Linked DNA regions of Triticum aestivum: region 2 is linked to region 1. Evidence: chromatin contacts called from public Hi-C data. All regions are on one chromosome and are shown on one strand. The core of a region is the stretch at or near the end of the contact, and the rest is flanking DNA. Distances in the headings are between cores, read along the strand shown.

Region 1 (4,516 bases), core at 424-2,923:
GCATCCTTTCTCCTGTCATCTAGCTCTGTCCGGGCCTTTTTGACCCACAAGGTATCAAGGAAATGAGGTTCGTCAATCTCAGCAGGTGTGGTGGAATCATGGACAGATATAACATAGGAGAACTTCAACATGTTCTTGAGCAGGGTATCTGCACGCCCCCACTCCAGAAACAACTCGCTACCGACATCTTTGAGCTGCAAACAAACAATGCATAATAGCGTAAATATAAGGCCAGTAAACTACCCGAAAGAGCAGAAAAAACAAAATATGCTGCTGTACCATAAAAAATCTCCTGATATATGTAGATGAAATACCATTTACTACTGAGACTAAAAGATCCCCACCCCCCCCCCCCCCCCCAATATAGTGCATAATGAAGGCGTTCCTAAATTAACTGGATGAAATCCCGACTTTGTCAACGGTAGCAATGAAAGACTCACAGTGCTTCCAAATTTCAGCTAGATAACACAAATTCTTTACTGGGAGATATTAATCTCGTTCATTCGAATTTCAGCCATAAATAGGTTACTGAAGGTCAGAATTGTCACTGTTACACACCACAATCACCTGATTTGAAGAGACACCTAGCTAGATAACATCTATTGACCAACTATATAGATAAGGTGTACTAACACCTACAAAAGTAGATCAGTATCAATCGATCCACCAAGTTTCCAGAACACAATTGTTGTAGAAATTGGTATAATTTTTTACAAACTTAAAGATTACCTTCTTGTAGTTGGAATTGATGGTCACATCCAGAAGATCCATTTCTTTGTATAGTCGGTCCATGTCAACATCGTCATCAGACATGCAACCCATCTCAGATAACCTCTTCTTGTAGTCAGCACCGAGTACTCTGCACATTCTCCTGAATCTCTCCAGAGCTGGGATCAAGGGATCAATCAAGTAAGATACGGAGGAGAGTGTGTGTGTGTGTGTGTGTGTGTGTGTGTGTGAGAGAGAGAGAGAGAGAGAGGAGATGCAGGAGGGGTTCGGGTTGTTACCAAGCTTTCTCCCTTGAGCCTGAAGATCACGAAGAAGAGAATCCGCATTGGAGGTGGTGCGTTGGCTCCCATTCCCCGCTGCATTATCGTCAGAATCCTCCTCCTCAAGCACCTCCAATCTGCCAGTACTGAACGAATACACATTAAGAACAACATGATTTGGGATAAACAAAATCACTAATCAGGTACGCGAAATCACTAGGAGCACGAAGTACCTGCGGACGACAGGAACCGTGTCTGACGAGTTCGGCGCTGTGTTCTTGCCCGCCCTCACCTCCACACTGCCAGTACTGAACGAATACACATCAAGAACAGCATGATTCGGGTAAACAAAGCACAAATCGGCTACGCCGAATCACTAAGAGTGCGAAGTACCTGCGATTGGACTCCTAATCCACGACTGTAGCCTTGTGTGACAAGTTCGGCGCTGCCATCTTGCCCGCCCCCACGTCCACACTGCCGGTACGGAACGAATACACCTCAAGATTCAAGAACAGCATGATTCGGATAAACAAAGCATAAATCGCCTACGCCAAATCACTACGAGCGCGAAGTACCTGCGATGGGACCCCTGCTCGATGACTGGAGCCTTGTCTGACGAGTTCGGGGCTGTCGACTTCCCCGCCCCCGCGTCCACATTGCGAGAACTAGAACGAATGTACAGCATGATTCAGGTAAAGAGAGCACAAATCGCCTAAGCCAAATCACCAGGAGCGCGATGTACCTGCGAGTGTGACGGGACTCCTCCTGCTCCACGACTGGACCCGTATCCGACGACTTCGAGGCTGGCTTCTTCGCCGGCCCCAATGATGGGAGTCGAGGCGACCAGATGAGCTAGGAGAGCCGACGACTGGAAGGGAGGTTACGGCGGCGAGGGGCGGCGAGGGGCTTGCCAACTGGACAGGTGGAGAAGAAACGAGGGGAGGGCAATTGGGGAAGGAAAGGGGGAGAGTTTTCTGTGTGAGCGAACCAGTCCAAGTGCCGGTCTAACCCAGGTGCGAGGTGGGTTTGTGCTCTCTGACATGTGGGTCAGATCCGAAGATGGCCCACATGTCAGCGTCTCAAATTTACTTGACTAAGTCTCAGAATATGTATTTCTGTTCCGAGTACAACTGTCTCCAAACGGAACTCTTACCAACTTGCCTTCCTTACTTTCTTGCACAGTAAGTTGATCGGTAAGGTCCTGCGAAAGAAAAAGTTAAGGCCTAGTTTGGCAGCACTGTCTTTTTAAAACTGTGGTAATCCAAAACCTCAGTTTCTCAACACGAGGGCAATGAATACCTCGGTTTGTTTAAACCATGGTTTTTCTCTGTTTTGCCGAAACCACCTGTCCGTTTGGCAAATGTTGTTTTCTCGTAATTTTTGGCTGACTGCAACTAACTCAGCTATACTTAAGGAGCAGATCAACATGTAAAAGCAGCCGTCCAATGCATGCAGCCATGCCATGCAAGCCAAGTCCTCTCGCACTCTTCTAGATGCTAGCGTGACTCAATAGATGCATGCTAGATCACTGATCGAACGGAGGAATCACTGGCAACAACCGCCAGAAGAACATGGACTCGAGAGACCAATGGGACACAAATTAATCACCTAACTAAAAAAGCCTAATAAACAGGGTATAAATTACACTACGATTAACAGATAATGATGAGGAGTCGGAATCGCTTACTTTTTGCTCCGTTCAGTTTTTAAAAAAGGGGTCGGGGCCTCTTTTTTAGATACCGCAAGAAAACTATGGTATGAGCAATACCAAAACATCTTAAACTACGGTATTTCTTTCATCCAAACACCTTAAAGTATTTAATACCAAGGTTTTTTTTTTCCTGAAACCACGGTATTCCTAAAAAACTGCAAAAATACTTTACATTCAAACACACCCTAATCGGTTAGGTACTCCAATAAGGTGAGTGAATAAAATGGAAGAAGTTTGTAAACAAAAGGAAATTACGTATCCACCATGTCAGTCAAAAAAGAAAAACAGTATTACCCACGCTGTTTTTCGACGGACAGAAATACACACACTGCCACACGAGTCACATACCAAAGGCACCGCAAAAGAAAGTTACACGGATAGTCTTCTAATTTGTTTGGGGGCATGACTAATACTGTAGCGACCCGACCTCAGACGGTCAAGCCTCTGTGTTTCTGTGCCATCCCTGGATCAGTATGCTGGCACACACAGTACATCAATGTATATATCAAAGTGCAATCACATGTATAAATAACGTAAAACTGATATATACCTCATAATACTCAGCGGAAACAATTAAACGGGGGTGGAGTCCCATCAACGCCATCGGCAAGTTGAGTGTAGACCGTAACCCTGTATCATAACTCTTACTCGTCGAAGAAAATCCTGCAACATGATACGTTGCAGCCGTGTAGGTCAGTACATTGAATGTACCAGCAAGATCACAACATGAGAAAACAGATGATAAAACTATACTATATGCAATATGGCTTTGTGGCTCTGTATCTGAGTTTTGTTTGCGTAAAAGCTGGTTTTATTTTCCCTACATCAAAGGAATTAACCGGAGTCTGTACTACGGAGTTTACTATCATGACATGGTTCCGCCAACCGATGTCTCATCTCCCAAAACATCATAAGTTGCCCACAATTATGTTATCAGTCCGGTGTTGAGAGTTCCGAGATAGATCCAAGTCCAGAGGCTCAAGTTGTCCGTAACCGGGGACACGGCTAATCGATTAGGTTTTAACCCTCTGCAGAGGTTTGTACACTTTACCCGCAATATTCGACCCCTCTTTTACGTTCTCACACTTCAGGGTGTTTGAGAACAAGATGACCGAAACATGCTCTCCCGAAGAGTTCCCCTGACCACTGTCCGGTGCTCATCCAATCCTACCGTAGTTCTACATCTGCTAGCACCGTCCCAGCCAGAGTCACAACTAAGGTCAACCAAGCCAGAGCCCATAGTGACTTGCGGTTGCACAGGTAAGCTTCCGGGCATGAAGTATTTTTCCGTCTCTTTGAGTCTGGGTGAAGCTTTCCACAAGATGTCATGGCACTTCTCCATGCATCCCGGCCATCCACTGGTTTCTCCAGGGTGCCCGTCAACCATCCTTCACCCAGTAGTGTGTATTGAATTCTTGTCTCGAGTCTTGAAGTCTTGACGCCTTGAAGATGCAGTCCTTGCAGATGCCATCATGGAGTTGTCGTCATTGACGTAGAGTCCTCCTTCTTCACACCACTCTCGTGCACTCATACCAAACCCCGTCTATTATAGCGTAGCATTAAAATAAATAACGTCCCAGGCTTGGTAACAGGGTGATGGGTTCCTACCTCATGCATACTACTCAACTACAAGAATTCAATATCACTACTGGAGGGTGGTTGCAAAGATGCCACTAAATGCAATAAAAACATAGGTATGAAAGCATGGTCAAAGTGAACTTGCCTGGTATTACTTGATGAAGATAATAAAACTCTCAGAATAATGACTTGGTAGAACTATTCGTCACTCCGTTGAAAATCTATATAGTCAAACATA
Region 2 (4,853 bases), core at 2,163-4,662, 690 kb after region 1:
GAGATTTCTTGCTTGTGTCCTGCAATAAATAAAATGAAAGGTTTTTTTTATAAGTAGTGATGACACAACAAGTCAGAAAAAAACACCCAATGCAATCAATAGACCTCATATGTCAGCTCATTATGCTACTTAAGGTGTGAATATCACATGACAAACTCCTTAAACTGCTCTATCATGGCCTGAAACTTTTCCTGACTAACTGGTACAACAGTATAAACACAAATTTTAGTATCTTCAAGGATATTAAGATTCAAGAGTTCGATAATTTACTTTCAATGATGACTATCCCACAGTTCAAGCAACATTAGTTTTCAGTCTGTTCAACTACAGACTTCTAATCTACCTATAGTCCAATAGCCAGAAAAGCCTCAAAATAATACTGATCATTTGATCTTTACTTGGAAAATGGGAGAAACCAAAAGTCATACTATCAAAGTATGGTAAGACAGTGTTCTACTGATGCCAGTGGCATTATTATAGCAAAAATTCAATAGGAAGAACAGTTCATTATATCATACATCTTTAGCACTTGCAACCATTATTAATTACTCCCTCCGTTCCAAAATAATTGAAGTTCTAGGATATCCCTTAGTAAAACTTTTAAGTTTGACCAAGTCAATAGAAAAATCTAGAATGTCAAATATATATAATACGATAATATTTTTCATAATAAATCTAATGAAGCAAATTTGGTGTTGTAGATGTTGATATAGTTTTGTATAGACTTGGTCAGACTTAATAATTTTGGACAAACCTAGAACTTCAATTATTTTGGAACGGAGGGAGTATCTAAGATCCATCTTTTAATGCAAGGGAGAACAGTTTCACTTGATCAACAATAGTAGAAGGGAGAACTAGAGATGTGACAGTCAAACATCTGTAAGTCATGAAACGAAATCAAGCAATACACATCTCTTGGGAAGAACCTATCAATGGTCTGTCATGCTTCAGCCAAAGCTAAGGACACAAACTAGAAAGATACACAAGATAACAATGTATAGAAATAGTAAAGTACAACAGGATGAGCTTGCATATTACGAAATAGCAAAAGGATCAGAAGATCTCATCAAGCAAATGACTACAAAAGCTTAACCAGGGATAATCTAAGTCCACAAACGTTAAACCCACTGAACCTTCATTCATTTAAACTTCTTGTCGATTTCACAAGATCATCAGATATATTGGTAGCTACTCTCACAAAATGTCGATTTCACAAGATCAGAAGCATGCCGCCCTGGAGCGTCACAGCGCACAGCCACCGCCACGCCTTGGCAGGACCTGCGCTTCATCACGGCGCTGTGCTGGGCACGGCTGCGGTGGCTGGATGAGGTGGTTTCCTGCGGCAGCGGCTCCTTCGACATGAAGCTGCTCCTCCGTGATGCAGCGTGGGTCCTGCCAAGGCGTGGCAGTGGCTGTGCGGTGCGACGCTCCACGGCGGCGTGCCTCTGGTCCGCCATGCCAGCAGTGGCAGCAAGGCGGAAGGCTCCAGTGGGCCTGGATCTGGGAGGTCCTCCCACCAGATCTGGGTTTTGTCGGTCCTGTATGGCCGATGGGCCTGGGTTGGGCTCATCTGATGGGTCGCTGCGGATGGCGGGAATGGCAAGTGGCAGTTTGGTGGTCTGGCTGTTCTGTGCAGGCGGAGGGTCTGGCAGCGCCGAGCAAAAGCTTAGCTTCTGGTTGTTGGCCAAGGCAGGCATCGTTTTCTTCTTGAAGACGTTGTTGAGGCGCGGTGCAGGCTCTCCATCCAGACCACTCCAGGGGAAACCCTAGATCTGCTCGTGATCGGACGATAGTGGCATCATGCGTCATGCTCCCCCTTGGGGGCATCGTTCTTGGAGTGGTGACCGGCTGGAGGGACCAGTGGTTGCGTGAGGATGGTGGGGTCGTCGCAGTGGTCGCTGCGGTGGCCGGTGGAAGATGGCAGTGTTGGTGACAAGGCTTTTGTGGCAACGATGATGAGGGTGAGAGATGTCGGGGTCGCGGCAATGACTGCGGTAGTCGGCTCTTCTCCGGCATGTTCACGAGTTTGCCTCGGATTGTCTGTCACTCTGAAGTCAGAGCTGCGGCGTGGGGTGCATGTGGCAACGATGGTGGGTGGCAAGTGGTCTGTTCGGCGATCTTCTAGCGCCAGCCTAGCACATTTCTCCTTCATAGCTCTCCGTCGGAATCGGAGCTGCGTTGTCCTCATCGCAGGTTGCTGGGTGATTGGCAGGATCTTCATGTGGCTTCACACTGCCTCTATGGTGTGGCTTGGCTCGGTGGTCGTCTGCGGTGAAGTCGGAGTCGCTTCTCAAAGAGTGGGTATGATGATATCGTGTGCCAGGGGAGAAGTGATGACGATGACACCTCCGTGCTACCTCGACTAGGCTTCCTTCACAGCGGCGTGTGTGGGTTATCTTATGTGTGCCGCTCAGCGGATTGTAACGGTTTTCACCCGGTTTTCCATTAATTAACCGTGCAGTTCTCTTCTTCTTAATTAATGGATGAGGCAAATCTTTTGCCTCCATTTCAAAAAAAGAAAAACTCACAGAATGTTGATCTCATCAACTTGCTCATGTGTTTAGCTGTAGCTGCAGATTGTTTACATGACTCTGCTAGCTCATAACTGAAGGATGGGTCAACCAGAGGAATTGGTACAGTTCAACGTGCAGATTCATAGCTGTCAGTTGTAAGAATTCATAGATGCATCACCGTTCCTAACACTGTCAGCAAATTTATGACAAGGGTGGGGAGTTCCAAACTGATCACATGATTAGTATCTGAAAATGAAATGGACCAAATAGATATATCCACTCATAACATGTGCTATCAACGAGCTTACACTTATCATAGCAAGCCGAAAGATGAGAGTTATCTAAGACATCCAGATCTACCAACAAAACAGCTGAATCCATTAGACACACACCTAGCATCAAGCAGCCCAAAAGTGTCTCAAAGGAACACCAAGATTGACCTAAGCTAAATGGGGAATCCAAAATTAAGCATGCAACTACGCACCTAAACAAGGGCCACACGCTATACCGATCGCAAAAATCCACGCTGGACACGAAAAGGCGCGACCTTTCGCACCGGATTGGGTGGATCGTACGAGAAATGAGGTAACTTCTAGAGGCCTAGGAATCTGATCCAACCGGATCGGAATCTAGAGAGCGGAGACGAGGGGATGGGTACCTGCATCCATTTGGCGGTGTGGCTTCCAACGACGGCCGCAGCACCGACTGCCTTCTCCGTGGCGAGGCCCCGCGCCGCGCCAGCGTGGCGGGTGCCGGTTAGGGTTCTGAGGAGCGTCGGGAGCAGCCTCGTTGCGGTCGCCATGGCTGATGACGGGGGGAAAGGGTATGCAGGTCTCGGGTGAGTTTGGGAGCAAATAGAGACGAGTTCTTTTGCCCTGCAAATTTATTTATGTTCATAAATAATACATGTAACTTTTTTTTGAGAACTTAAATACATGTAACTTTATTCACACTAAAAAGTCATTACAGGCAGACCTGGCCAAATGGGCCGGGATAGCTCGGGCTGACCCATTAACGTGCCTGGTACGGAACGGCCCACAGTAGCCCGTTTATGAATGGGGTCGTGTCAGGGCATCACCAACGCGAGGCGCCTGGCGCTTGGATAGTAAATTAAAAATAAATTTATGGATAAGCGCCTGCTTAGCGTCCCTACCTCCAACGCTTTGTACGTAGGCATCCACTCGGGTCTATGCCAGTTTACACGACGAAAAAACTGAAGCGCCCGATGATACGTCTGGCATCGACGCAAGCAATTTTCCCAGGATCGGGTGGGAATTGCCCAAGACGGTCAGGATTCCCACCCTGGCATCGGTCCTTATCGCCTGCATTGTAGGTGCCCTCATGGCGGCACGCGTGGTGCCCTTATACGGGAGCTCGTTAACGGGTCTCCCTATTTGCCCCATTCTGCAGCAAATAGGGGACGCTGCCGCATTCTGTGACAAATACACGTAGCGCGCGGTGGCTAGGAATTGAAAACGGGTCCGCAAGCTTGCGCGAGCTAGGTGCCAGCCACTGCGATAGAATGGACCGAAATACAGCGAAAACCTCCAAGAAACTAAGTATAGTTCCGGACTTAACACTGTTTGACAAAATCCCAATTTTTTTCCAAATTTTGAGTAATTTTTTGAACGTAACATTTTATTTCACAAACACAAACAATATGAAAACGAACAAAATTTGAATTTTCCAAACATTTTTTGAAAATATGAACTTTTTTGGAATTTTTGAACAATTTTTTAAAGCATGAACATTTTTTAAATCTTGAAAAAAAAATTGGAACGGAGAACAAATTTGGAAGCGCGAACAATTTTTTAAAGCATGAACATTTTTTGAATCTTGAGAACAAATTCGGAAACAGACGACAATTTTTGAAAAATTCCGAACAAATTTGAAAGCACGAACATTTTTTGAATACGTGAACAAAAAATTAAAATCCGTTACATTTCTGAATTTAGAAAGCTTTGCACTTTTTTGTGTAACGAGAACAATTTTTTAGTTTTGAGAACATTTTTTGGAAACACAAACAAAATTTGAATATTTTGATTTACTTTAAGAGAAGAAAAGAAAAGGAAAGAAAACAAACAAACAGGAAAAAAACAAGAAAAAGAAACATAAATAACTAAAAACGAAAAGAAGAAGAACAAACAAAAAAGAAAACTAAAAAACCCAGCTCAAGAACCTTCTGGAAGGTTCCCAAAACCGGCCAGGAACCGTCCAAAATGTTCCCAAAACTGGAAAATTATCCCACCTAAAAAAAGAGCTAACTGGCCAGGCCCATTTACTATCGAACATGTGCAGTAGGTCGACAACTTGCTGCAGAATGCGCCGAATAGGGTTTTC

What was found. Hi-C and Micro-C count contacts between places; a contact is called where the count stands out from the background.
Region 2: a Hi-C map of leaf shows a contact between it and region 1, with 4 times the contacts expected there. The contact joins the promoter of LOC123166105 here to the promoter of LOC123171105 in region 1. A contact is called at or near these places in 2 of 5 Hi-C or Micro-C datasets (both in leaf).

The regions. Positions count from the first base shown.
Region 1 is chr7D:366,616,570-366,621,085 of IWGSC CS RefSeq v2.1, forward strand. LOC123171105 reads right to left here and starts at 1,674. Exons shown (of 9, transcript XM_044588747.1): 1 at 1,565-1,674; 2 at 1,223-1,297; 3 at 1,008-1,135; 4 at 730-887; 5 at 1-194. The coding sequence starts at 1,674.
Region 2 is chr7D:367,300,632-367,305,484 of IWGSC CS RefSeq v2.1, forward strand. It overlaps LOC123166105 (NADH dehydrogenase [ubiquinone] iron-sulfur protein 6, mitochondrial), which reads right to left and starts at 3,413. Exons shown (of 3, transcript XM_044583868.1): 1 at 3,172-3,413; 2 at 1-19. The coding sequence starts at 3,315.